Linked DNA regions of Callithrix jacchus: region 2 is linked to region 1. The links are chromatin contacts, called in public Hi-C maps. All regions are on one chromosome and are shown on one strand. The core of a region is the stretch at or near the end of the contact, and the rest is flanking DNA. Distances in the headings are between cores, read along the strand shown.

Region 1 (5,663 bases), core at 1,300-3,799:
ATTGGAAGGATAAAAGAGAGAAAGGGATGATTTATTTGTTGACTGGATTGACTACTTTATATTAGTAATTATGAGGCAATTCTACCCATATTATCTCATCTAAATTCCCATGAAAACCCTACAAGGGTGGTAATATACTTAGGAAAACTGAGACTCAGAGACATTAAGTAAATTGCAAAGTCCCCATGCTATAAGCATTATAGTCTCATAGCAAATGTCATAAGCTTCTTCTAGCTTTTTCCTCAATGCTCACAAAATGGTTAGAGGAGATCCAAGCATCATGTTTCTAGATAAGAAGAAGGTACAGAGTAAAAGGCAAAAGGTAAATGGACAAGCCAGCCAAGTTTGTTCTCTTTGCAAGATGTTTTACATGGTAACTTCAGCTTATATCTCATTAGTCTGCATCTTAGGATCATCTCTTTTTGCAAGGGAACCTGGAAAATGTAGAAATGTGTTTGTGTTAAGCTGGGCACCTTTCCACCGCCATAAAAATGTGCTCTATAGGTACAGAAGCTGGAGAAAATCATTATTAATAGGCAACTTAAAGTCTCTGTTTCAAGAGGTCATTCTGGTACCTGGGAAGATTGACAATTTCTGGTCTAAACTCTTACAGGTCTCTCTTGCCTTCATTGAAGATGAACTTGATAGAATAAAGATTATTGTTCTTCTCTAATCTCCTGGTATGAGACAGAGAGGTAACAGATGGAATGATTTCCTTCTGGCTTCCATAGCAAACCAAAACATGTGCCAGTGAAGAGTGGCAACTGGCACAAATACTTAGCAAAACGTGGGAAGAGTGTTGATGCTCTAAGTCTCCCAGCTATGTCTTGGCAGCAGGTGTCTCTGTAGATCAAGGCAGCAGTCCCTTTGGTAAGGGCATGAAGCAGGCACTCAGGACTATTGGATTGCATCAGCTTGGCAGAGAAACATGTTGCATATACTGGAGCTTTAGCTGGGTAGGTAATCGACTGCTACCCACAAGTGGAACCGCAAGTTGACTACCGTTCAGTCAGCATTACCTTTTATCTTCCAGTCACCATTCCCTGTGGCTCTTCGTTGATTGTCCACAAGCTCCAGGCCTGGGTGGTCCCTGTTGTGCTATAAGGAAAGGAGAACAGTGATGTCTCCAAAACGTAAACACTCATGTGTATAGTTTTCATGTTGATAAGGAAATGCTAGAAGGGGAACAGCTATCAGATGCCTCTGTCTTTGTCCATACCTGGCTACCCATGGCAAAGCTATTGATTTTGTTTTTTATTTTTTCTCCAGGCATAGAGTTGCAACAGAACAGTGTGTCTGTCCTAAAAACCAAGAATTCCAGCCTGCAAAAGAAAACTGAATCCACCTTGCTTGGTCACTTAGGGAATCAAGCTCGGGAAGCCTGGACATGTTTTCTGTTGCTCTGAAACAGAGGCTGAAACTTAGTTCAGATATGGTGCTTAGCTGAGGCACCATGACTAAACCTTTTTTTGAGAATGGGAGAGAGAAGATTTTAAAATGAAATGCCACAAGTGTAATGTAGTACATAAACTCAAAATATCTTTAAATATATATATTTAAAATATATTTTATTATTGTTTTTGTTAATTTAATTATAATTATTTTATTGGATTATAATCGTGAGATTATGATTATATTTCTAAATTATTTAATTAAAATTATAATTATATTTCTTAAAATAATTATTTTATTAATTTATATATGCATGTATAAAATTTATGTTTTTTCCATGTGGTTAGTTGTTGATCTAAAGGAGAAAGAGCAAGGTTGGAAAATTATCAGGTTCAGACAGTGTTTAACTGGGAGATGAGGACATCACCGAAAGAAAGGTACGGCATGTTCTACTTGTATGGATATGTTGTGATTACAAGGTGTACTCTTGCTGCCTGGTAGGGTGCCTCAGCTAACTTTAGTTTGTGATTACCAGAGTCTCTGAGACAACTCTCCAGGGTCAGTTATAGAGCTCATTTTGCTCTTGGCATGTTCCAGATCTCTTCCTATGTTCAACCTTCTGAGCAGTACAAGAACAGCTTCCTACTGTGGCATGGTATGAAGGTTTTTGAAATACTTCGGGAAATGCCTTTGACCTTGTTTTGGGCTTTGAGGATGATCTCATTCAGAAATGGGTAGAGTGTCAAAATACGGAAGGTGCTAGTAAAATAAGCACAATTCATTTAAAGAAAACAAAAACAAGACAAAACAAAACGTGTTTGGGATGGACGAGAAGCATGGCACTGCAGTTCATCCTAGATTTTAAAGTGAGAAGTGGTTGAAAGAAATGTGATATTTTTCCTAAAACATGGTTGACTATACTGTCACTTTTTGGCAATTATGTGAATAAAGAATGGGGCTAAAGACTGTCGGTGCATTTAACAAATATTTATCAAGAGCCTCCTATGAGTATCACCATTATAGGTGGTAGAGATTCCACAATGAACAAAACAGAGTCCTTTCTTACATTTTGTGAAAGGATACTGCGTCTAAACAAATATATGTTATGTCATGTAGAGATAAGTGCCATGGGGAAAAACAAAATAGGGTAAGGGGGCTAGGTGGAGCAGGATCAGACCAAGAAGTTTGTATTTTACGTAAGACTGTCAGGGAATGCCTCTCTAATTAGGTGACTTTTAAAAAAAATAGAACTGAAGAAAATAAAAGAGTGAGGCTTATGGATATTTGTGGGAAGATGTCAGAGGCTGTTTTACAAGTTACAATAGGAAACTGATTAGGACTCTTAGCAGGCTTATATATGCTTAGAATGAAAGGGATTGGGATAAAAGAAAAGAGGGGAGCTTTGGGAAAGCATTAAACTGTGGCCACAGCACTGATTTGATAAACCATAATATTGGAGTATGTGTCTGAAAATTTCTTACTTTTTTTAAGTATCAGACCCATAGCCCTAGTAATAAGCAACATGATCTTTTGTTTTAGCGTAGTTGTAATGAACATGGTATTCTTTTGGAGTTATCCTGCAAAGCATATCCAACTCAGGAAGCAATAGTTCACATGCTTTGCCCAGGATGAATGTTATTAATTTGGGTTGGAAAGTGATATGACCACATTTTGACTACTATAGGCCCTAGTCCAGATCATCAAATTTTATGCCCAAGTTTTAGTAAGAAGGGAGCTTGCTAGGCCAGACAGGAAGAAGTGGGGACAGTGTCAAAAAGGAAATGCAGAAGAGTTGAGTGTACGTAAATCCCATCTTTCCTGGCTCTATGTTGCTTCCACATCCCTCATGTGATCTTCTACCCCAGTCTTCAGTATAAGCAGTATGTTGTCCTAAGGAGATTAAGTCTTTTCCAAGCTAAGGAAATTCTAAGAATGCTGAAGACCTCAATCATAGCATCTTTCCAAAAGAGACTTACCTTATATTCTGGATCTCTTCTTTATCTCAAGAGGGTTTCTTTCTCTTTAAATGTGAAAGCAAGAAAGGTGTCTGCTAGCCCTATTAGCCCAGGTCTAGGAATTGCTCCAGATTTTCAAATGCTTAACCTTAAACACAGTCACATGTACCAGTGGAAAGTGGTTCCCATGTTTTCAAGGACAGTTAGGTTTTAACTATGCACCTCTTAGGCTTGCCCTGCTTTCAAAGTTGTTAAACATGTATGTTGGGAGCTGTTGACTGTTAGAGAAAGCAGGACTGGCTTAGGATCAGCAGAGAATATGCTTAAATTCGATTTCTTAAACTGAGGAGAATTTCTGTTCAAGCCCAGTCCTTGAACTGCTGTATCAAGAAGCAAGAAAGTGCTTCTTAAAAACGGATGGCATCTAGTTACAAGGCATTACTTGAGCAATTTGGTGCACATTTTCCTTGCCTAAGTGTTTATGTTTTTTTTTTTTTTTTTTGCTTTTACAAGTAATATTTTTTTAAATGCTATCATACACTCAGCAAACATTTTTGAGCATGTACACAATGCCCAGCCCTGTGTCATGCATGTTAAAAAAAATAGGTAACACTATATCTGTGCGTGTGGAATTAATACATTTGTTAAAAAAGATAAGACTTCAATCAGTAATGCAATCCAGAAGGAGCAAGTACAAAGTCAGGTAGGAGACATTAGCTCAGTGAAAAGAGGCCAGGCTTTGGAATTAGCTGGACCTGGGTTTAAGTCAGAGCTCAGACTCTAACCAAGAGTGTGCTTTTGTGAGATTTTGCTTAGCTGTGGGCCTCAGCTTCCTCTTCTGTAAAATGGGTTAATAGTACCTATTACACTGTCATATTGAATTGCTGTGATGACTTGATAATATTTATATGCAAAGCAACCAGTATAATGCATGCTTATAGTAAGCACTGATCATATTATTATTTATTGGACAAATAATTAGAAGGTGTGGGTTATAATCTTGATTCTACAATTATTTAGCTTCAATAAGTCACTTAACTTTATCACACCATTCATGTATATTACCTGTAAAGTGAAGGGAACAGATTTTCTACAATCTGTCTCCAAAATTCCATGATATTTGGAACCAAAATATATTGAATAAGGCTTCAATGCATGCTTCCCCTTCTTATTAGTAATATTAACAATAACAATGAAAAATCGGTAGTTATTTAGGACTTGCTCTGGAACCACGAGCCATGCTGGGTTCTTGACATTATGTTATTTACTCCGTGCTGCATACTCAGTGAGACAGATAACCTTGTCTTGTGTTCTAGATCCTAGGCCATATTTTATACAGTTTAATATTTCTGAAATCAGAATGTATTATATAGTTTATAAATATATTTAATGGGGACATTTTTCCCAAAAGCCCTTTCTAAATGAGATGGACCTCTTGTAATTGAGGATGTCTTTGAAGCAAGGGAAATCAATATTTTTCTCTGTTTCTGATGGTGAAGTTGAGGCATAGAGAGGATAATTTACATGACCAAGATTAATGAACTAACAAAAGCAAATTCAAGACTTGAACTGAGATTTCTTTTATTTAACAATGCTCGCCATACAATTCTTCTTGGAGAAAAAAATTTTAAGTTTCTAACATATGGTCATTAGTTCTTTCCATTTATTAATAGCAAAACATATTTGATCTAGCACTATAATGAATGATAGATTCACTATTTATTAACTTTTGACAGTAATATATTTTTAATCCCTCTAGCCAGACTTTATAGACTATGTACTCAGCACGTGAAAATAGAAGTAGCCTCAATTTAATGTTGGTGTTTGTTTCATGTTGACATCACTGGTGACACTGGTCAAGCATATCCTTTTAGATAAGAGCCTATTAGAATCATATATCCCCGGTAGAAATCTTACCTTGACCTTGGTACACATGGGTAATAGCAGATCTCAGACTTTCAAAATCCTGAAAGTCTGGGTCATTACAAGAAAACAAGGATGTGGTCATAAACAGTTGATTATTAAGCAAATTCATTGAAAATTAACAGCAGTATTCTTTGACCTCACTTTTTATAGCCAAACTGCTAATCTTGGGTAAATATAAGATTATATTATTAATCTATTGACATTTAGCACAAATTAGCTATCAAATGGGCCAGTTGTTGCTGTTGGAAACTTATGAAAGTACATTAAAATTCTTCTCATTTCCTGTATGCTTCTTTTTCTGATACAGAATCTTAGAGCCTTTTATTAGGCTGAGAGAACCTCCCAAATAATCTAATGACTAGTTGAATAATTGTCTACAATATCAAATCA
Region 2 (5,663 bases), core at 934-3,433, 77 kb before region 1:
TCATGGGGCTTAAGAATAAAGGCTGACCTTCATGTCAGTTGCAGGTTTATATCTAGTTCCATAATATTAACCAAGGTGTCTTTTCCTATGTTTTCTGTGCATGATGATGTTTTAAAAATCAAAGACAGAGCAGAAGCCAGAGCAGTCTAGTTTCATGGCACACAGAGTGGAGGCTACACCTGAACCCAAATTTAAAAAATAGTAATAAAAAGATGTCAGTTCTTTTTTTTTTTTAAGTATGGCCCTGAGCTCATCTCAGAGTATAGACAATAGAATTTTGAATATCTTTAATGAGTCCATCTGGCACTTCCTAAACTAGATCAAGATTCTCTAGCTCAGGGAAGAAGGACAAAGGATGAGAAGGCACAGAGAGGATAAAAACATAGAGGTTGGTAGTGCCAGGCTCTGAAGAAGGTCCAACTTGGAAGGTCATTTCAGACAAAAGTGGAGTCAGCATTTGAGGTCTGCCTGGACTTTACTCCTGCCAGGACTGCCCTGTCAGCCAGCTTGGCAGGCATGGACCACCCAGCAGGAGTTTTTCTTGACTTTGCCTTAATCTTTTACTTTCCCAAGTTTCTCTATGTGGATATCTCCCCTTTTTAAAAGCTCCAGACACAGCCAATCATCACTACTGCTTCAACAAAGTATGAAACCCCAGAAATCAATGTGTTGGGGAAGAGTCTTAGGGGGGAAAAAGCCTCCTTATTCTTAAACGGGATAGAACAAGAGCACTTCAAGATCAATACCATCCTATCCCATGATAAAACATGTACCTTTTAGAATCTTTTCTTCTTTGTTCATTCTAGGTGTCTGTCTGGAACAGCTGGGGTATTTGAGCCACAGCTGAGCTTCTGAAAGCATTCTAAGGAAAGTTTTTCACTTATTTGATTTCTTTGAAAACAGGGTTGTCTTATGTGATATCTGCTATCCCAGAGTCTTTGGTTCTCTGTTCCTTCTTAAGTCTTGGCCCCCAGGTACTACTTCAGTGCCCTATAGATATGTTAGTCTAAAGATAAGAAACTTGGTTACTTTAAGTTGTTGTTTAAACATTTCTCTCTGGGTATAAACTTGGCTTTGTGTCTGGAAGCTCTGTTAAAAAAAAAAGAAAAAAGAAAAGCTTTAGTAAACCAAAGCTGTTAGAAGCATATAGGTAAGTGACATTACAATTGACAGTAAATTGTGCAAAGATCGCTTGACTAGCTATGCTTTCAGATCTGAGACAATCCGGAGCTGGACTTCTGTACTCTGCTCAGAAAAGCATGTAGTGACTCGGGGTTTGATGCTGTACAAAAATGACATACTTATGCACAACTTTAACTTTCTGCCGCACTTTTACAACTTCTTGTCTTGCTTTATTTTCCTAAGAGTGGGATGAAGTAGGCAGGGCTTGCATTTGACAGATGCACTATGTCTGGGCTGCGGCAGAGTTAAAATACTTTCCCTGGAAGTTCCCTCAGGAACTTCAGGTTGCGGCCTGTGTCTGCTCTTCCTTCATCCCTGTCCTCTGGCAGATACCTCTCTGCTAACTTGTTGCGTGTCTTGGTAAATTACTTAATCTGTCTTCTAACCTCGACAATAAAGCCCTTCGTAGTTTTAACTATCTTTTCACTGTGCCCCAGTGAGCGGAAGCTTGGAACTTGATTGCCGATGGAGAGGCAATATTTGGATGGCTAAACACGGTTTCCAAGCTACCAGGCTGATCTTCCTCCCATTCCTGGAGATACTAACCTTTTTAAGTGTTAGTATCTAAGCGTTTCTTTGAGTCTATGGACTGTACTTAACGCTCCTGTAGGTCCTGCCTTCATTTGGGAATCCGGGCAGGCAGAGAGGAAGGAAGTGTATTGCAACTACCAATATTTTCCTCTAGGAGGAGCCGCGCAGCCCAGATGAGAGTGACACGCACCAACTCCAGCTCCTCTCGGGGAAGACTTCATCCCAGCTCCCTGGAATGCTTGGCCCCGGCAGCACTCGCCCTTTCCGCAGTGGTTCTCGAACTGGCCTCCCTGAACGTCCGCGTCCCCTCGCTTCTGCAGCCTGGATCTGGGGGAAGGCAGGCCAGGCCCGGCGTGACCCCTGGTGAACGGTAGCCGCCTTTTTCCACCCCTGCACTCCCATCCTCCCTTCCCGTTTCACCCCGCCCCCTCTCTCCTCCCCAAGCCTGACAGCCCGCGAGCTGCCAAGCAGGGCGCAGCCATGGGAAGAGGAGGAGGTCTAGGGAGCGGCGGCGGCGGCGGCGGCAGCGGCAGCGGCGGCTGCTACGGTGGCGGTGGCGGCGGCGGCTGCTGCTGAGCCCGGGCGGCGGCGGGGACCCCGGGCAGGGGCCACGCGGGCTGGAGGCCCCGGCACCATCGGCCCCAGCGGCCCCATCGCAGACGCGAACCCGCGCTCTCTCTCCAGAGGCAAAGCTCGGAGGTACTGGAGTGTGGCTGCGGGAGTCGGGCTTTTATTTTCCTCCTGTTGTGTCAGGGGGCCTGAGAGTGAACCCTGAGACTCTAGCTGTTTATGAAAATGGGAGACTCTGTCTGATATATTTACACGGATAATTTTTAATTCCGGATGACTTGGGGGTTGACTGTGCTCGCCTCCTCCTTGCGAAAAAGCTGTTTTCTGCTGGTGGGTTGTGGTAACCCAATCTTGTGTGTGTGTGTGTGTCTGGAAGTTGGTGGGGGCGGCAGGGAGTTGCGGGCGACAGACCAACCATCCCACTCTGGCGCCTGCTTCGGCCCGTGAGTAGGGTGCGTAGAGGGGTTTCCTCCGGAGACAGTTTTGTTAAAGTCATAGAAGTTTTGCGAGAGTGTTTCTGTTTGCCATCATCAGCCTGGCTGAGGCAGAAACTGCCGAGGCTGCTGCTGCTGCGCGGGGAAGGATCCCGGGCAGCGCGACTGGAGAGACTCGGGAGGTCTGGTTGCGCGTGTGGACACAGCGCTCAGAGCGCGCAGCCTTTTGCGCGTTTATGCGGGCTGCAGCCGCGCATTGGCACGGTTGGAGCTGGGGTCAGTAGAGTCACGGCCACCAGTCCGCATGAACTGAGGTAAGTGGAAATTGTGGCGAGCCGACCTCCTCCAGCCTCTGACACACTCGCGGTTGTAAAATCAACCAAGTTCAAAGTTTTGACAGAACTGCCAGAGGCTGCGGGTCAGTGGGGTGGCCGCGTGTCTAGGGAGAGGGTGCTGGCGGCGCAGAGGGTGCAGGGCAGCGTCACCCACTTGCGAGTGCGTGAGGAAGTCTATTTGGGGTGAGTGCTTTATATATAGCTCGGGGAAATATCTGCTGGGATCAAGCTGCGTGGGTTCGCGGTCTGGTGTGGACTGTGTGTCCTGAATGAGTGTACGTGTTCGCTGTGTGTGCGCGCGCGAGTGTGCGTCCGGGGAGGCGTGTTGGCGCCTGAGCCAGTAGGGTGTGCAGGGTGGAAGAGGCCACAGAGGTGCCGCCTGCCTGTTTGTGCCGCCAGGAGACCTTGGAAGGGACAGAGAAAGGTAACGGGAGGCCAAAGGATTGGGAAGTCCTAGTAGTTTCTGCATAGGATTAAGTACTAAGTGCTTTAAAATAACTAAATGCATTGGGCCGACGGCTGGAAGTGAGGGTTTGGATAGTTCTCAGGAGAACTGCCTGGGAGAGTTTGCGGGGAGGGGGAGGGGACGAGGGGGGGAGGGAGGGTGTCTAAGAGATGTGTAATATGTATGAGTACAGAACTTCGGAGACAGAGACAGGTTGGATCCGTGAGTTTGAGATTTTTCAGGGTGCTGCTGTCCACATTCCAGGGACTGGCTGGTTTCAGAGGTGTTCAGGCTCCCTGGTGTGTGTACCTAAGAAGACACTCGGTTTTTCTTGCAGACATGGAATATTGTGGCAGCCCAGGCTCTGTTTCCTGAGCAACTGGTGTTCCAGGCTAGGTTCCACCTGCATCACCCTGGAAGTCCTTTTTTCTGGTGATAAATGTTGAAACAATTCCAGAAATTAAAATGCTGGATAGAAACAAAACTGCTGCAGCAGACAGTATTGTTGGTTCCATTTATTCAGTGATTCGGAACTCTTCTTTTGAGAAAAGCAAAGCTCATTGTTCCCAGATTAAATTTCAAAGGGTCTCCAGTTATTTACAGTTTCCCTTCAGAGGGCCTTTGGATGGGGCTGGAAGGATGTATTTTGGCTTAGAGACCTTTGAAAAATATTATGTGTAGCTTAAAGGGTTGTCCCATCGCTCGTCATCTTCTTCCACCCTTATAAACTTTATTTTGCATTAATTTAAGGAAAGTTGGTGAGTCAACATTTAGCTTTATTTTTATTGGAGTAAATATATCACAGTGAAATTATAGTTGTGGTCTCCTGAAGGCCATGGAATGCCAGCACTTACTTAATGGGCAAAGGTGTAAAATGAAAGTCTATAAATGCAATGACAAAGTGATGACACAAGTGCATTCTTTTTTCAAACTGAGTATAACTGTGCTCACAAATATTTGTTCTAGCCAGGGTTTGGGCCCATGTTTTTTATTATTAGTTTTTAAAAAACAGACTCCACATCATAAACCACTTAAAATGGATACTACAAGCCTCCTCTATGCTATCTCTGGCGCCTGCTTAAACAGATGTTTACAGTGCTTGGTAACCTATGGTATTGTCATGTTGAGTATCTTGTTAGCTCAGGACATAATGTTTATAGCATAATATAATAAATGGAACCACCGTTGCAGCCTGCTTCTTCCAAGTGCATGAAGCAAATCTTTCAGCATGGAAACCAGTCTTACTGTTGGTCCAACTTGGCTAGCCTTTTTTGACTACTAGTAAGCATTGTTAATGTAAAGATAAACGTGAATGATGCAGTGAGAAAGTGGGACAGTAAATTGTTTAGCTTAGTAAAAAAAGCATGGGTTATGCTTTTTAAATCTGCTAACCTGAAGATTATACTTCTCAGGTCATACCACTGGTAAATTGTACAACTATGGGAACTTGGTTTGCTTTTAAAGAACAATTTTTTAAAAACATATCACTAATAAAAATAACTTACATTTCTTAATGTGTTTACATATGTCCATACAAGCCAATACTTTTTCTTCTTTAAAACAAAAACCCTATAATTTCTGTAGTAATGATTTAAATATTATGAGCATTCAAATCACCTAATCACCTTTTCAATCTTCAGTTGATACGAATCGAAGTTTGGTAAGACTGGAGTCATCCCTCAGCCAATCATGTAAACAAGACGGTACAGAATGTCTTTCTGGCAAGTTATTTTTTTCAACCTGGAACAAATAATGTAAATAATATGTCCCATAAAATAATTACTTAGGATGATAATCTCTTTAGAGGTAATTATCTGGCACATGAACCTCCATCTGTGAAAATGGGCCAGTCTATCTCTTCTTGGAAATAGTCAACTGGAAATCTCCCTTTTTCATCAGCCAGTCCATTCTAGGAGAGATTCATTTGTAGAAAGTTCTGCCTTATACTGGATCAACATTTTCTTCCATCCTCTTGCCTATCCTTCAGGAGCTGACCACAATTAATCTAATCTCTCTTCCCTTTGTTTACCATACTTGAAAACAAACATTATGCTCCTTGCTGAATCCTCTTTTGCATACTCTTCCAGTGATTTCTCACCCACTGTAGGGTTAAACCCTCCTCTGCCTTGAATCATATGCCCTTGATTCTACATTCTCATTGTATTA

The links. A called contact is a pair of places that touch in the nucleus more often than the background predicts.
Region 2: a contact with region 1 is called in a Hi-C map of skeletal muscle, with 2.9 times the contacts expected there. The contact joins the promoter of GHR here to the enhancer-like site in region 1. A contact is called at or near these places in 2 of 3 Hi-C or Micro-C datasets (both in skeletal muscle).

The regions. Positions count from the first base shown.
Region 1 is chr2:163,092,582-163,098,244 of calJac240_pri, reverse strand. The region is part of intron 1 of GHR (growth hormone receptor); the gene reads left to right. Among named protein-coding and RNA genes, the nearest start is that of GHR, 77 kb to the left of the region's middle. Within about 2 kb of position 2,549, at least 3 of the 16 cell types and tissues checked have an H3K27ac peak or open chromatin away from gene starts, as enhancers often do. A contact at or near this core is called in skeletal muscle, where this site is marked.
Region 2 is chr2:163,169,422-163,175,084 of calJac240_pri, reverse strand. It overlaps GHR (growth hormone receptor), which reads left to right and starts at 2,183. Exons shown (of 11, transcript XM_035291616.3): 1 at 2,183-2,412.